2 separate regions of the Manis pentadactyla genome follow, and region 2 is linked to region 1. The links are chromatin contacts, called in public Hi-C maps. All regions are on one chromosome and are shown on one strand. The core of a region is the stretch at or near the end of the contact, and the rest is flanking DNA. Distances in the headings are between cores, read along the strand shown.

Evidence for each region. A called contact is a pair of places that touch in the nucleus more often than the background predicts.
Region 2: a contact with region 1 is called in a Hi-C map of fibroblasts, with 7 times the contacts expected there. The contact joins the promoter of MMRN2 here to the promoter of LOC118932811 in region 1. A contact is called at or near these places in 2 of 3 Hi-C or Micro-C datasets (fibroblasts and skin fibroblasts).

What each region holds. Positions count from the first base shown.
Region 1 is chr8:65,423,682-65,428,338 of mManPen7.hap1, reverse strand. LOC118932811 (neuropeptide Y receptor type 4-2-like) reads left to right here and starts at 2,138. Exons shown (of 2, transcript XM_036926569.2): 1 at 2,138-4,657. GPRIN2 (G protein regulated inducer of neurite outgrowth 2) reads left to right here. Exons shown (of 2, transcript XM_057505828.1): 2 at 302-1,985. The coding sequence starts at 308. The coding sequence ends at 1,681.
Region 2 is chr8:65,692,957-65,697,613 of mManPen7.hap1, reverse strand. It overlaps MMRN2 (multimerin 2), which reads right to left and starts at 2,134. Exons shown (of 7, transcript XM_036926538.2): 1 at 1,888-2,134. The coding sequence starts at 2,051. SNCG (synuclein gamma) reads left to right here and starts at 3,082. Exons shown (of 5, transcript XM_036926561.2): 1 at 3,082-3,324; 2 at 4,112-4,153; 3 at 4,461-4,588. The coding sequence starts at 3,204.

The DNA of each region.
Region 1 (4,657 bases), core at 889-3,388:
CCCAAGGCCCCAGCAGACATGGCCTCTCCCCTGGATTCACGCCCCACCCCATGTCCCTGCCCAGCCCACCATAACCCAGCAGTAAAGGCTCAACAGCTGACATGTGTATCATGGGTGGTGATCTTGGTTTGAAGTGTCTGGTGTCCTGCCATTGTTTTATTTATGGCTGTGATCAGTCGGGCAGGCCAGGACTGGACAACCCCTCCAGTGTGCTCAGCCCCGTGTGTGCCCACAGCCGAGTCCAGCAGAGGGGCTACCACCCAACTCAGCTTACCTTCCTCCCTCTTTCTCTCTCCTGCAGGCAGCCATGAGCACCAGCCGCCCTGAGGTGGGTGCCCAGGTACCCCGGAGCCCCTGCCCACAGCCCCCGTGCCGGAGCTCGTCCAGCCTGCTGGGTCAAGGCCGGGGGCAGAGGCCAGAGCTCTGCAAGAGTGCCAGCAGCCCTGGATGGAAGGCCCAGCCAGGTGAGGCTAGTACCTGTCCACCAGGCCCGAAGGAGGAAGGGCACCCAGCTGAGAACACGGAGCAGGCATGGGCCTCCCGCACCCCCCCACAGCCTGGTGTCATGGGCCACTGGCACAGCAGCACAGTGGACAGTGTGTCTACTGTGGGCGGTGGCGATCTGTGTCACCTGCGGATTCCCAGTGCTGCTGCCATGCAGAGGAGCCACTCAGACCTAGTCCGCAGCACCCAGACCCGGGGTCACAGCGGTGCTCAAAAGGCCAGCCTCAGCTGCTCAGCACTTGGCAGCTCTGTCCACAGGGCTCGGCTGCAGCCTGGCACTACTTCTAGCCAGGGAGGCTGGGCCTCTGCAGGCCGGGAAAGGGACCTGACCCCAGAGGATGGGACTTTGAACTCATCCTGGACACAAGGAGAGAGTCAGGTGTGGGTACCGCCACTGGACCTGGGAGACACAGCCAGCCACAGCAGCAGCTCTCAGGCTGGGCCCAGAGCCCCTGGGCTGCCAGCCACCACCTTCTGCCACGCTCAGCCCCCAGCAGCTCTCCTCTGCAGAATGAGGGAGGTGGGGGTTGATGGCTGCTGCCACTCCCTGCCTGCCCCAGGGATCCTGACCTTTCCCAAACTAATGGCATCAATGAGTGAGTCCAGGCTGCAGCCTCAGCATGGGGTGAAGTTCCACTGTCAATTGTCTGCGGGGCTTCCTGGGCACTCCCCCTGCTGTGCCCATCCTTGGGCTCCCACTAGGTTAGCCACAGAGCCTGGTGCCAGGACTAAGGATGTGTGGACTATGACCTCTGTCGGTGACTTGGTGCCCGTGGTGACATCCCCTCTGTCAGCCCAGGATGCTGGTGTGCAGGCAGCCCCCATGGCAGTCTGCAAGGCTGTGTCTACCAGCCCACCCCTGGAAGCCCCTGTGGCTCTGCATACATTCCCAGAGGTAACTCTGGGGTCCAGCCTGGAGGAGGCAGCATCCCCTGTGCGGGATGTGCGATGGGATGCTGAGGGCATGACATGGGAGGTTTATGGAGCTGCGGTAGACCCTGAGGTGCTTGGCATAGCCATCCAGAAGCACCTGGAGATGCAGTTTGAGCAGATGCAGCAGGCACCCACCAGCGAGGAGAGCCTTTCTGCCCAGGGCCGGAGGCGGCCGCTGCGAGCTGTCATACAGTCCCTGCGGTGCCCCAGCTGCTGCAGTTGTTCCAGCGAAGCTCCTGAGTGAGGAGCTGCAGCCCTTGGCACTATCCTGGGCCCATGGACTTGGCTGCAGGCCAGGGACAGTGGGGTCCCCGTGCTTCTTGGACCCATCTGCAGCCGTGGACATCTCTGCTGTCAGGTGCCAGCAGACCACAGGACTGGAGCCTGGGCGCTTCCTGCTTTTCACAGCTGAGCTGGTTTTTAAGGGCTTGATCCCCAGGAGCCACATCTCTGCTCATCTGGGCTCTGAACTTTTGGGACAAAGTTTCAGCACTGTTCTTAAGGGAGATCCTGATTTTTCTGTAAAAATACTCAACCTTTTGTTTAGTGTCTTCTCAGAACTCTGCTGATTTCCCCTAAGACACTTGGTGGCTTTATTTTAAAGCAACACTGAGATATAATGGATTTCTGATGTGAAAGGTGGGCCCAAGTGACAGGGACAGGTCTTTAGGGAAGGGGACTGACATTGTTGAAGGCCTCCTGTGTGCCACATGCTATGCTCGTCATCTAACCTTGTGGAGTCTTCACCTCTTCACCCCATTTTACCGGTGAAATCACAGACCTTTGGCAAGGCTGTGGCTGACATGCTCCAGGTCAGACAGCTTGATGTGGTGGCCAAGATACAAAGCCAAGGCTGGCCGAAGCCTGGGGTGTTTCCCTACAGCACATGGCTGTTCAGTGCAGTGCAGTCATGAACAAGACAAATTATTGAGCCCATATTCTCTGTCAGGTTCTGTGGATTCCTTGGGGAATGAGACAGAGGCTGCCGGGGCCCTGGCTGAGCTCATGGTGGGTGGGGCACACACCAGTACCAGCATTACTGAAGGGCAGCAGGTGCTCTCAGAACCAGCCTACCTTGCAGCCCTTAGTGTCAGGGACTGGCCTCAGAATGGGGCCCACGTATGTTGCAGTGACTGAAATTGCACCATTGTTACTTCGTTCTTTTGGCTTAAGGATTTATGCCCAGCTGGTGCTGTTCTTTGAAGGAGGGAAGGCAAGAATAGACAGGAAAAGGGAAGGAGCCTGGGATGGGACCTCCCACCTGGTACCAAATGGCCAGAGCTGTGAGGCTGTGGAGAGCAATGAGGCCTGTGGGCTTATTTGCCCAGTCCTGCCTATGTGACCTAATGTGGGCCAGGTCGGGGGGGTCGGGACCATGGGAGTTGGGGAGCCCAGGACACTGGGCTGATTTCATTGCCCAAAGATCTCTCAAGACTTGTGGAGGATGGGAATGGCCTATGTCCTTGTTCTAGGGCTTTCTGTTGAAGATTCTAAGCTCCTGGGACAAAATCTGCCAGCCCACCTTTGTGAGGGGGCTAGAAGGTTAGTGTCCTGCCAGGGTAACCCAGCATGGGAGGGACTTAGGGCCCCTGTGCAGCTATGCTCACAACCTGGCCCTGTTCCTGGTGCCTTGTCTGCACCTAGGAGTCCAGGACCTGACAGCTGGCTTACCTTTCCCTGCCCCCATAGACCCAGTACTCATTGAGGTGGAAATGACTCATGCAACAATGGGATAATTTTTAAAGCAGAAGAGGCATTCTAATAGGCCCAAGGAACCAGGTGAGAAAGGCATGTTACAGATCAGAATGCCTCCCAGGCCCCAGGATGGCATTTTCTTACCCAAAAATGTGCATTTCTTTTCCTGCTCCTTGCAAGGCCCTGCTTAAAAATGACACTGAATCAGAACTGCTTCTGAGGGCAGGGCTGGGCAGTGGGGGTTGATATAGTGGGCAGGAGGGGACTTGGCCATGTCCCCCTTTTGAAATGTGATCAAGCAGGTTTTCATACAGTTGTGGGGTGCTGGGCACCATGCAGCCTGTGTCCTGTCTGTCCCTCTGTGTGTGGCACAGGGCAGACATTGCATTCTGGGGAGTGACACCTGGGTACCAGGTTGTATGCTTGGCCCTGCACAGGAGCTCTAGCTGTTGGGACCTGTGCAGAGGAGTGGTGAAAGTGGGGCTGGCCCCTTCACACAAGGCCACAGCTGAGCAAGGTCTTGAAGACACAGTGTGGCTGGACAGGTGGGCAGAAAGAACAGCCTACTCAGAGGCTTGGAGTGTGTGCTGTGCCCCTCGCCAGCCTGCCATGAGTCACCGTGGTATGGGCTGTGTTGGGGTGCTTGGGCTGGGAGGCTTGCAAGGGTGTTCCCATTGTGAGGATCCTGGTGTGACTGAGGAAAAGGAGTTAAGGGGAGCAGCAGAAGGGGTGGTGGGATCAGATTTCATTTTAGGAATATTCCTTTGGCTACCGTTGGAGAGATTAGTGTGGAAAATGTGGGAGGCAGGAGCTCAGGGGGACATGGGTTGGGGAGCCATGGAAGCATCAGAGGGAAGTAGAGTGGGTAGTGGGGGGCTGGGCACACACACTCACACACACAGTTGTGTGGCAGATTCAGAAAAGAGTAATTCCAGGAGACTGAGGTTTCCAGTTTGTGCAAAAGGAGAGGAGGCCACCACTCTGGACAAGGGGAGGCAGGAAGCAGGTTCAGAAGAGGTGGGTGAGGGATCATGTGTCACAGGGTTTGGCTGGGTCCAGTGATATCCTTCATGAAGAGACTTTCTCTGTCATACACAAATTGTCGTGAGTTCATCCTCTGGCCCATGTGTGCCAGTCTGTGCCACCTCCAAGATGCAGCTGGAGTGCCAGGGTGGCAGGCTGGGCTGGGCCCTGAATGGGCAGGGCTAGCTGAGCTGCCCACCCAGCTCACTGTGACACTTCTGTTTGCAGGGTGGGGCTGGAGTTCAGCCTGGCCTGTGTGTGCTCTGGGGCCCTTGGCCCCACTAGTCAGGCTGCACAGCCTGGGCTGATGGTCTCCCTGGAGAGAATGCAACTTAATTTCTGAATTCACCTAGAGACTGAGCCCCTCACCATTCCTTGCTGTGGTCTCTTCCTGGCCAGGCCTGACTGCCAGTGGTTTAAGGTCCCAGGACATGGCCTCCAGCTTGGTTTACAGATCTCCTCCCCTCAGACTCCAGATTTCTGACCAGAGTTCCTGGGCCCC
Region 2 (4,657 bases), core at 885-3,384, 270 kb before region 1:
TTTCCGCTTCTCCCTTCACAGGAGCACAGGAAGCAATCAGCCCGAGGAAGCCGCGCGGCGTTTCCTTCCTTTCTCACCAGCCCCTCAGGGGCCTGGACAGCCTGGGCTTGGCTGCTGTGGTGAGAAGACCCAGCAGATCCAGACTCCCCTGGGACCCCCTGGACTGCCCCTGGGACCAGGGCTTGGGACATCTGCCTGGGCATTCTTGGGCCAGGGTGTCCTTGTGTGTACATACCAGGACCAGCCAGAGAATGGCCGAGTGAGCCCGCAGGGCAGCCCACGAGCAGCCCAGAGGCCCTCTCTCTCTGGAGCTAAGGGAGCATAGTACCTCCCTAGAACCCCAGGGGTGTGAAGAACAAGGAGAGTCTCCTAGCTCCTTCCCACCCACTTGGGCCCCTCGTCCTCCCTTCCATCAAAGGGAGGCAAGGCAGCCTGGAGACAGAGGCTTGGAGCTTTGGGGACAGAAGGCGAGGTCCTTGGTCCTGAAATTGGAGTTGGCTGGGGGGATTCCCCCACCAAGTCACCTGTGCCCTCAGCTCTGAGCAGAACTGGGGGTCAGACAGGGATGGGGTCTCCCCAGGTTCATCTTTTGCGCCACTCCCCACATACAGCCAGCCCCTCCTCACTGAGGGTCACTGCACTCGGTCTGTCACCCTCCTGCCTCTCCCTGGCCGAACTGGCTTTTGGGAAAGTGTCTAACAAACACATTCCCCTTGGAGTGTCAGAGCTGTACAGAACTGTTCAAGGCAGATCCACTCAGTAAGCCAGCGTGATGGTGCCTCTCAGCCAGATGGGTGACTCTGAGTTGGTGTCAGCTGGTCCCTCTCAGGCTCAACCAAGATACAGGATGCCCTCAACCAAGTCTGTGTGTGTGTGTGTGTGTGTGGCAGTGGGGAAAGCGAGGGAGGTGGGGATAGGTGAATCCAGGGGCTGGGGCTGCCTCAGAGTGCTCTGGGAATCAGAGCATCATATCTGGAGTGATGTGTGAACTCAGATCCTGGCTCCAGCTCTCCTTAGCTGTGTGACCTGGGGCCAGGTGTTTAGCCTCTCTGAGCCTCAGGCTCTGCCTCTTACAGACCAGGCTGTTGGGAGGATTAACTGAGATAACACGTGGTAAGGTGCCCAGCCCAGAGATGGGCCCAGTCAGTGGCACATGCTGTGGTGCTGTGGCATACTCTGAGGAGGGCCCTGCGGGCCCAGGACCTTACCAGTAGAGGATCACTGGCCCTGGGCAAGTGAGACTGGGAAATGGTGTCCTGGTCCAGTCACAAGACCATTCAGCCCATTTCCAGAGGGGCACTGAAGTATAGTTTGTTGAATCTGTGGTCTCCTTTTTGTTCTGGAAATAGAGCAAGGCACCCTGTCCACTCACTGCTTGGCTCCTAGGGCCAGACTGGCCCACACCAGTCCCCCTGGGTGCTCAGATCAAAATTCAGTTCCCAAGAGCATCTGACCTCTCTGGTTCAGGCCAGGCCAGCTTGCCTGGGCTCAGCTTTCAAAACTGACTTACTTCAAAGAACAGGAGTCACTGCCAGGCCAGTTGGGATTATCTGGAGCCATAGCCTCTTAGCACCCCATACTGGGTGATCGGTGGCAAGGAGTACTCCCAGCCTGCCCAGCTCCCCAGTCCCTTCCTGACTATGGGTTAGGCAGGGAACATCCCACAGTGCTTAGCCTGGGCCCTGGGGTGCCCAGTCCAGGCTGGCTGGGGGTGCCTCTGGAGGGGGTCCTGGCACCTGGCACCTGATTCATTCTCACAGCTGGCCCAGTGGATAGGTTTTAGCTCATTTCACAAGTGGGTACCTGAGGACAGAGGGACCCTGTTCTGGCTGAGCTGGGACTTAGATCCTGGACCACCACCTCCCACAAGGCCCAGGCCCTCCTTACCGTCCAACGGGGCCCCTGCCGTTGTCCTCGGCCTCTGCGCTCCAGACCCCAGGTGACCTGGAGCTGTGTGGATTAGAGAACCTGGTACCTGGGGCCTGAGCCCAGGCCCCTGGCAGCCCCCAGCCTAGGGGCCCCCCAAGGCTGAGCAGCAGGGTCAGGATCATACTGGCAGTGGACAGTCTTAGCCTCGGCAAGTGACTCCAGAAACTGCTGGTGATGGTGACGTCGTCTTCAAGTTAAGTTTCAGAAGAGAAAAAAAACCACAGTAACAACAAAGAGAGGAAGTGGCCTGGGCCGGCCTACCCCGTGAGTCTCGTCCGGCCCCCTCATCCCTGCCTGGCCCCCACAGAGGCAGCCAGCAGCACAGGCCGGTTCCTGTGCCCTGAGAGGACTCTGGTCAGGGACGCCAAGGGCATGGGAGACACAGGGTGGGTGGTCCACCAAACATGTCCCCATGGGAGTCAGGAGAAGAGCACAAGCATTGAGGTGGGGCTGCAGGAAGAGGTCGGGTCAGGCCCGGGACACTTGCTGCCCATCTGCGCTGGTGGTCAGGAAGTGGGCATCTCATGCCTATTCAGCACCTTTCACCCCTGGGCTGTGGGAGCTGGCAGGTGGTTGGAGACTCAGAGAGAGAAAGGAGCTGTCCAAGGGTCACATGGTCTATAGTCAGAGGCCAGGGCACAGGGAAGCCCTTCGTGTGGCCTGCACTCAGCCCTCCACTTGACCTCGCTAAGGCCCTGAGATGGGGCCATCCGAGGTGCTAGTGTGTAGCGGGGCAGCCCAGGCCGGTCTGGGAGGTTGGCTACTCTTGCCTGACAGGCCTGCGGGGCCCAGACCCCTGCCCTACCTGGGCTGCTGGTAGCAAAGGACCCCTGCCCCCTGCCCCCTGCCACCCCCCCACTTCAGACTCTTTCTCTGTCCCAGATGTACAGACACAGCAGCTCCAGGCCTGAGAGCTCCCAGCCAGGTTTGCCCCTCTGGGTGGGGCAGCAAATTAATGAGGGGCAGTGATGGATAAGGCTGTGTCCTGTCCCCGGCAGCCCCTCCTGGAAGGCTGGGGGCAGGAGGGGAGGGTTAAGCCAGCAGGGGCCCGGGGAGCACCCCACCCTGGGAGAAGGTAAGGGCGGGCATCCTCCGTCCCTCGGTCCCCGCCCCCGCCCTCTGCTGGCAGAGCTCCCACCAGCCAGCCGCCGCATCATCAATATTTCACTGGCGTCAATAAGAGGCAGCAGCAGGGCCAGCCGCTGCGGCAGCACTCTCGCCAGCTCCGACAGCACATCACGGGGAGAGCCAGGCTCCTGTTCCTGCACACCACCATGGATGTTTTCAAAAAGGGCTTCTCCATTGCCAAGGAGGGCGTGGTGGGTGCTGTGGAGAAGACCAAGCAGGGGGTGACAGAAGCGGCCGAGAAGACCAAGGAGGGCGTCATGTATGTGGGTGAGTGTGGGCGTGGCAGAGCTGCAGGGCTGGGCAGCTTGGCCGAGTCTGGGTGCCTGGTTATCTGGAGCCTGACCTTATCTGCCACCCCAGGGAGGCATTTTGGGAGGGGATGAGAACCTGGCTGTGGAGCCAGAGTCACAGGGCCCTGGAATACCCCCCTCCTCCTACACACACCAGTGTCTTTTGGGCCTCCTCAGGGCCCCAGGGGTCACTGGGGCAGGGAAGCAAGAGGGATGCTCAGCTGTGCAGACACACAAATGTATACACAAATGTTTGCACAAATGCACCAGCATCTCCCCCTCTTCCCCGGCAAGACCCTTGATTCAGATAAATAGCCACACTGAGCCTGGAGCCTCCATGCCTGAGCGGCAGGTACTCAGCCACCAGGCGCCAGGTTCTCACCCTGCCCATGGGGCTGGGGAGATGAGACTGAGTGGCAGAGGAGCCCAGCCCCATCCCTCCTCAGCTCCCTCCCAAGAGGAGGTCCAGCCCGTGATTCAGCTTCCTCCTGCTGCTGCTTCTGAGGCCCAGGCTGCACCCAGGTGGGGTCCAGACCCTTCCTCAGACTGGACATTCTCGTCCCCCTGTCTTGCCCACTTCCCATCCATCCCTTTCCTCCAGACACAGCAGGAAGCAGCCTTTGCAGGGACTGCCGGTCCCCATACACCATCCTCCCCCACTACTGACCCTACTGCTTGTCCAGCTGTTCTGTGTGTGTTTGCCCCCACCCACTCCCGACACCAGGAGAAGGGGGCCTGGGCTGACGTCTCCATTTCCTCCCCAGGAGCCAAGACCAAGGAGGGTGTTGTACAGAGTGTGACCTCAGGTGAGGGGCCCTGGGGGGTGGGGCCTCCAGGGACTGCAAGCTCAAGCCCAGGGACCTCTTACACCCCACCTGGGGTTCCAAGTTGTATGTGGACCCAGATCCCTCTAGACCTGGAGGCTAGACCCAGGGGGTGCCTCCTACTTCCCCCCATCAGCCCCAGAATTCCCCTGGGGTCAGAAAGGGGGCAGGCAGTCTGGGGTCTTGGGCAGAGCCAGAGCTTTGGGTGGCCTGGGCAAGGGGCTGCTCAGCCTGACTTGGGCAGCTCAGGCCTGGGTGTGGAGGGGTCAGGACCAGAGTCCTCTCCCAGTGGCCGAGAAGACCAAGGAGCAGGCCAATGCCGTGAGTGAGGCTGTGGTCACCAGCGTCAATACAGTGGCCACCAAGACGGTGGAGGAGGCAGAGAATATCGCAGTCTCCTCTGGAGTGTTGCAAAAGGTGAGACCCCCCCAGCCCTGTCTCCCAGACAGTCCCGTCCTTTTCACTGGGCCCCAGAGCAGCCAGCTG